Regions from separate parts of the Sus scrofa genome. Here region 1 is linked to region 2. The links are chromatin contacts, called in public promoter capture Hi-C maps. All regions are on one chromosome and are shown on one strand. The core of a region is the stretch at or near the end of the contact, and the rest is flanking DNA. Distances in the headings are between cores, read along the strand shown.

The links. Promoter capture Hi-C pulls out the DNA fragments that hold promoters and counts their contacts.
Region 1: a contact with region 2 is called in a promoter capture Hi-C map of fetal skeletal muscle, with 4 times the contacts expected there. The contact joins the promoter of RCC1L here to the promoter of GTF2IRD1 in region 2.

What each region holds. Positions count from the first base shown.
Region 1 is chr3:11,914,244-11,917,442 of Sscrofa11.1, forward strand. RCC1L (RCC1-like G exchanging factor-like protein) reads left to right here and starts at 1,297. Exons shown (of 11, transcript XM_003354511.5): 1 at 1,297-1,698. The coding sequence starts at 1,357.
Region 2 is chr3:11,536,717-11,540,048 of Sscrofa11.1, forward strand. GTF2IRD1 (general transcription factor II-I repeat domain-containing protein 1) reads left to right here and starts at 1,467. Exons shown (of 26, transcript XM_021086345.1): 1 at 1,467-1,634.

The DNA of each region.
Region 1 (3,199 bases), core at 47-2,546, 380 kb after region 2:
CTACACCACAGCTCACGGCAACGCCGGATCGTTAACCCACTGAGCAAGGCCAGGGATTGAACCTGCAATCTCATGGTTCCTAGTCGGATTCGTTAACCACTGCGCCACGACGGAAACTCCTCCTTTTTCTTTTTTAAGCTGCACCTGCAGCATAGGGAAGTTCCCAGGCTAGAGGTCGAATTGGAGCTGTAGCCACTGGCCTACACCACAGCCACAGCAACACCAGATCCAAGACACGTCTGTGACCTACACCGCAGCTGACGACAATGCTGGATCCTTTAACCCCACTAATCGAGGCCAGGGACAGCATCCGCATCCTCATGGACACTAGTCGGGTTCTTAACCCACTGAGCCACAATGGGAACTCCACAGCTCATTTATTTTTAAACTTCATTTCTTTTTTTTTAACCTCCTCATTTTAGAGATGAGATCCAGAGAAGGGAGACAACCTCCTAACATCAGGGAGCAGGTCAGTAGCAGAGCCAGCACAGGAACCCAGGTGCTCAGACTCCCAAATCGCTCATGAGGGCGTCCTCCGTTGCATGCTAAACTCTAGTACTAAACCGGTGAGGACAATCTGCCGTTATGAAACCTTGAAGAAGGTGCTCCAGCTGGATCCTTGAAGGTGAGTAGGAATTTGCTAGGCATCTGCGGTGAGAGGAGGGCAGTGGGGAGGGCATTCGAGGCACTGTGTGCAACGTGAGGAAACCTGAAAAATCCCTGGGGTTTAGAAATTACAAGCAGAGCCCCCTGAGTTGGTCCGAAGGTTGTGGGTTATTGTTAAGCTGTTTAACAGGCAGAGCCACCTGACTTAAGGGGAGTGACGGGCTGAGGGGCAGAGGTGATGCTGTGGAAAACAGCAGGGATTGCAGCACTGACCCAGCGGCGGGAGAGCGGGAACAGAGGCAACACGGCCAGGTAAGAAATGACGAGGGACCGTGGGTAGGGGGCGAGCACTACGCTGGAGTCGTACAGAGTAGGCAACCCCTTAAATTTTACTCCTGCCGACTGCCAAAAAAGCAAAATGAAAGTGCCCACCAGAGCCAGCAGCGTGCTCCGCAAACGTGCGCTGTGCGGCAAGGAGAGTGAGTTCAGGCCGGCTGCGGGCTGCTGCAGCACCGCGAAAAGTTGCAAACTAAGTGGGCAGGGCCGGGAAGGGTTCCCCAGGTCGACTCACTCAGGATCGGGGACTAACAGGCTCCGCCCAGCCCTCTCGCCTCCTTGAGCCATTGGCTACCCTCAGCGTCTTTGCCTTCACCCATTCGTAAACGTGACCCTGGGTTCTTCCGCCGGGGCTTGGGGTCAAGGGTCACCAATATGGCAGCGCCCAGGAGCGGCTGAAACGTGAAGCGGAGGATGGCGCTGGTGGCGCTGGCGGCGAGGGCTCGGCTGGGGAACTGGCTGAGCGGGCGGGGGCTGGGGCTGGGGCTGCGGCTGGGGCGCGGGCACTGGACGGCGGCCGGGCGCTCTCGGAGTCGGCGCGAGGCGGCCGAGGCCGAGGCGGAGGCGCCGGTGTTCCAGTACGTGGGCGAGCGTGCGGCCCGCGCCGACCGCATCTTCGTGTGGGGCTTCAGCTTCTCGGGGGCGCTGGGCGTGCCCACCTTCGTGCTGCCCAGCTCTGGGCCCCATCCTCACGCCGGCTTGCGGCCGCGCCGCAGGATCCAGTGTGTACCTTACCGCCTGGAGCTGGACCAAAAGGTGCGCTCTGCAGCTCCCTCCCTTCCTCCGTTTCCTCCTCGGGTCTCCGCCGCCGTCTCTCGAGGCACTTGGCGACGGGTGGACGGACTTCGGGGAGAAAGATCCTCGACCGGGCTGCGGGCGGGGGGAGGCCCTAGGGCGCTGCCAAGTTGAGGGAGTGGCGAAATGTCCTAGGTGTTTTGTCTCTCATTTGCGCATCACCCCAGGAGTCGGGTTTGTGGCACAGTTATGGGCGAGGAAAGGGAGGCTCAGAGAGGTTGAGAGGAAGGTCCGTGGCCCCGCAGCTGGTTGAAGTTTGTATACTAGGATTCGCCCTCGGGCCAGGCTCCAGCAGAAGTTCTGATTTTAGGAAAGACGATTTTATGAGGTCGGAGAAAACGTGGCTGGCTGGAGTCGATGAACTACTTGGAAAGGAAACTAGAGCGCTTACAGGAATGAGGGGAAGGATGAAGGCCCCTGAGTTTACTCAGTTTTGAAAAGGTGATGCAAAGAATCGTTGCGGGACGGGAGTTTGTCTCGGCAGCCAGCACCCATTAGTGCAAAAATGGATGCTTAGGATAGATTCTTGCCTCGGGTGGTTGTGGACATCTTGATGGGTGGTGAAAAAGAAGCAAATTTGATCGGTTTGGCTTCTGACTTCTCTTTCAAGGATATCCAGTGATTTTTTAATGAAAAGGGTAGATCGAGAAAAACAGGGAATTTAAGCTCCAGATGATTGAAAAGTTGTTTTGATTTCTTCATTTTGAGTTGTAAGAGTTATTTATGTATTCTGGATTAGGTACCTTGTCATATATATATATATATATATTATATATATATATATATATAAGGTGGAAATATTTTCTGCCAATCTATGGATTTTCTTTTTCATTTCTTAATACTGCCCTTGGGAGAGCATAAGCTTTTAATTTTAATGAAATTCAGTTAAGTTTTTCTACTGTGAATCGTATATTTGGTATATCTGAGAAATCTTTGCCTAATCTAAGATTACAAAGATAATTTTCCTAAGGTATTGTCTAGGAACGTCATAGTTTTCGTTCTTATATTTAGGTTAACAAGCTAGTCATTCGAGTTGACTTTTGGGTGCTGTGGAAGTGAGAGTAGAATGTGGCTAGTATTATCATTAGTTGAAATTATTTCCTTACTGAATTGTCTTGGCACCTTTGTGAAAATCAGTATGACTGTAAATGTAAGGATTTATTCTGGAACTCTCAATTCTGATCCATTGATCTATATGTTTCTCATTATGCTAAAAGTACACTCTTGATTACTGTAGCTTTATAACTAGTTTTGAAATTGCGAAAGGTAAATTTTGGCTCTTCTGGGTGTTTTGCTTTTCCATATAAATTTTAGGACTAGCTTGTTAATTTCTGCGACAGTACCTACTGAGATTTTGATAGCGATTACATTGAATCTATACGTTGATTTGGACACAAATGCCATCTAAGCAATTTTGTGTCTTCTAATCTATGAACATGTAATGTCTCCCCATTTAATTAGG
Region 2 (3,332 bases), core at 217-2,716:
CTGGGGGGTGGGCTGCCCTGCCCAAGGTCACATGGTGGTAAAAGGAAGAACCAGGATCTGAACTCACAGTCAAGGTCCAGACCCTGCCCCTTTGCCTCAGTCGCTTTGCTTTGCCAAGGCCATCACAGGACTGGCGGGGAGGTGGGTCTGAGGGGGACCACAAGACAGGTTGTTCTGAGATGTCCCCAAGCCTCCCAGTGACAACAGGCCTGGGGAGCTGTCCCCAGGAGGACAGGGGCAGCATGGACAGAGGGAGTGTCTGGGGCCGCATTCCCTGCTCTGGAGAGTACCCTCTGTGGGCAGCATTCAGTGGGCACAAGGGCCCTTCTGGGCTGGGCTTTGGGCAGGGCACTGTGGACATTGCCTGCCAGGGAAGAGCTCTCAGTCTGGTGGGCTTGCCATGGGGAGACCTGGCCGGCCAAGGTTAGCCTGTACCAAGGGCCCATTGTGTGCCCAGCAGGGCCCCCGTAGGCTTTGCTGGAACCTAGCAGATTCTCAATCTGGCTCCCTTCATCGAGGCTAGGAGTTCCCAGGGGTGGAGGCCGGCCTGGTCTGTGTTCCTGTTCACAGTATCAAGCACAGAGCTCAGGGCACCATGGTGAACCCCGGTGCTCCTTGTGATGAATTAAGACCCACGTTTTGGAGAGGGTGGGAGGTGTGCTTCTGATTCCCTAGGATGGCTGGTATGGGGGGCAAGAGGGTGGCAAAAGCCTGGGTCAGGGGATCAGGAGAGCTGCCCAGACAAGGTGTGACCTGGCGTGTCCAACTGGATCTGCTGCGCCTTGGGCATGTCACGGCCTTCCTTCCCATTCCAGGGGACAAAGGCTGAAAGAGGCACCTGGCCAAGTCCCTGGGAAATAACCTGGGCACGGCAGGCAGGGGTGACCAGCCACCGAGCCACTTCAGTTTCCCCAGCGCGCGCCAGGCCTGTGATCGCTCCGGGCCCCGGAGTCTCCGGGGATCCTCCCGGCGCCCGCTGAGTGACCTTGACCCTGCGGCCCGGCTCCTGCGTCCCGGTCTCCCGGGCCGAGGGGCAGCTTTCTAATCCACCCGGGGCCCGAGCCGGGGAGACGGAGGGGCGGCACGGACAGCCAGGGGGCGCCGGGGCCGCCCCTCCCGCGGGCCCCCTGGCGGCGGGCGCTGGGGCGGCGCGGGCTCGGGGCGGGGGCGCTGCGCTCCCCCCGCGGTGCCCAGGCCGGGGCGCGGGGCGGGCCGGGCGGGCTAATCCCGTATGTAAATGGCAGCCAATGGAGGGTGGTGTTGCGCGGGGCTGGGATTAGGGCCGGGGCGAATGGCTGGCAATCTTACTGGGATTACAGAACAAAGAGCCTCCCTGCGCTCCCGCTCTCGGCTCCGCTCCCCGCGCCGCGCCCCGCCCTCCGCCGCAGCCCGCGCCGGGGGTGGGGGCCGCCGAGCGCCAGCCCCCCGGCCGGCCCGAGAGCCCCCGCCGGGCCCCCTCCCCGCCCCGCGCCCCGCTCTCCTCCCGCCCGCCCCCTCCGCCGCTCCGCGCCTCCCTCTGCCTCTCCTTCCCCCATTCTCCCGGATTAATTAAGGAGGCAGCGGCAGGCGGCTGAGTCCTGGCCGCGGGCCGGGGCCGGGGCGCCGCTGGCAGGAGCGCTTGGGGATCCTCCAAGGTAGGAGAAACTTTTGCGGGGGGCGGACGCCGAGGCCCTGCTCCCCTCTCCTCCCAGCCCCGGGGCCCCCGCCCCTCCCCCTCAAGGTGTTACAGAATCTGGGTCCGGCTTTTGGGTGCATGGGGAGGCACGTGACTGGGATTATAATTCGGGCCCGGGGAGGGGGAGGGCCCGGCCGCCCCCACCTGCCGGGAGCGGGTGGGAGCCGCGAGCTGTCACCCCCCCCCCCACCCCGCCCCGGCCCCTCCGGAGGCGGGGGGCGCCCCGGGGCGGGCAGCGGGCGCCCGCAGGCTGCTGCAGTTGGCGAATGAGGTCAGTTGTGTTGCCCAGGCGGCGGCGGGCGCCAGTGTGGGAGCGGAGGGGGCTGGGAAGGCCGCGGCCCCCGCCCCCCGGCTCCCCCCACCTCCACCTTTTTTGGGGCCGGGCCGGTGTCCTGGCCGGTGCCCCCAAGCACGGGCCCCCGAGTCCCAGACAGCCAGTACTGCCCCTGCACAGTGGTGCCTCTTGGGGTCCCCGGGGAGGGGGCTGGTCTGACTGGTGGCAGATGAGCCCCTGGTGGGGTGGGAGGGAGGAGACTCAGAGGATGGCAGTGGGGGGTCACAGAGGTTTCAGAGGAGCAAGTTGGGGATGCCCTGTCTGTGGGTGGTCTCTGAGTTCCTGCAGATGTGTGGGCAGGCCCCTGTAGCCAGCCAGCAGAGTGCTGGATGCCCCCCTCCTGAATCTCTGCGAATGATGGGCTTGACACCTCTCCTGGGCTCCCCAGCCCTCGGCCAGGGATGATTCCTAGGACACAGGGGACCTTGCAGCTGGGCGTTGTGCCCTGCTGGCATTGCTGGAGGGGGTTCGAGCCCTGGAAATCTGGCCCTGTGACCCAGGCTCCCAGGACTGGACCTGGGCTGGGAGGCTCCTGTGTCCCCATCACAGCCCAAGTGATCAAGCCCAGCAGGTTGGGGTCTTCCTGCTGGGCATGTGGGGAAAGCGCTGGCCTTGGATGGAGTGTGGTATGGGTGTCTCGGGGCAGGCCGGGACAGCTTCTGGAGAAGTGGGCATCTGTGGGGGCTTCTCTTACTGCTCACAGCAGAAGGAAGGGCTGGTCAGAAGCTGCTCCAACCTCTGTGGCCATCATCTCTCCCGTGTTTGGTTGTCCCGGGGCTAGGACTGGCTCCTCGGTCCTGGCCGGAGCCTCGGGGCTTAGGAGGTGCCTTGGAGCAGCCCATTTATTTCAGCAGCGTCATTCCCAAAGGGCATCGGCAGGCATCGATGATTTATTTATTCAGAGTGGGAGGTGGTGGCGGCTGGGAGGCCGGTGGCTGCTGGCAGGGAGGGGCTGGGCCCAAGGGCAGCAAGGATGGGGGTGGCCCCGTGGCCATCAGGAGGGCGGGGGTGCACAGGAGAGTGGCAGGTACTTCCTGACCTCTTCTGAACGGGGACCTGCGCCGACCTGGCCCCAAGGGGTCGGGATGTCGGAACCCCCAGCCTGCTTTTGGGATGCGGGAAGCTGAAGACCACACCCCATTCTGTAGCCTGCTCTGAGGGTGACCTAGAAAGTTGTAGCTCTGACTCAGAGGGTCCCAGAGGACCCCAGCAGAGGAAAGGAGGCAGGGTTGCCACTCTGCGGCCACTCATTGCCCTCTCATTCACAATGTGGGAGGACTTGGGGAGAAAGGTTGCGAAACTGGGTCTTGAAGATCGTGTTGT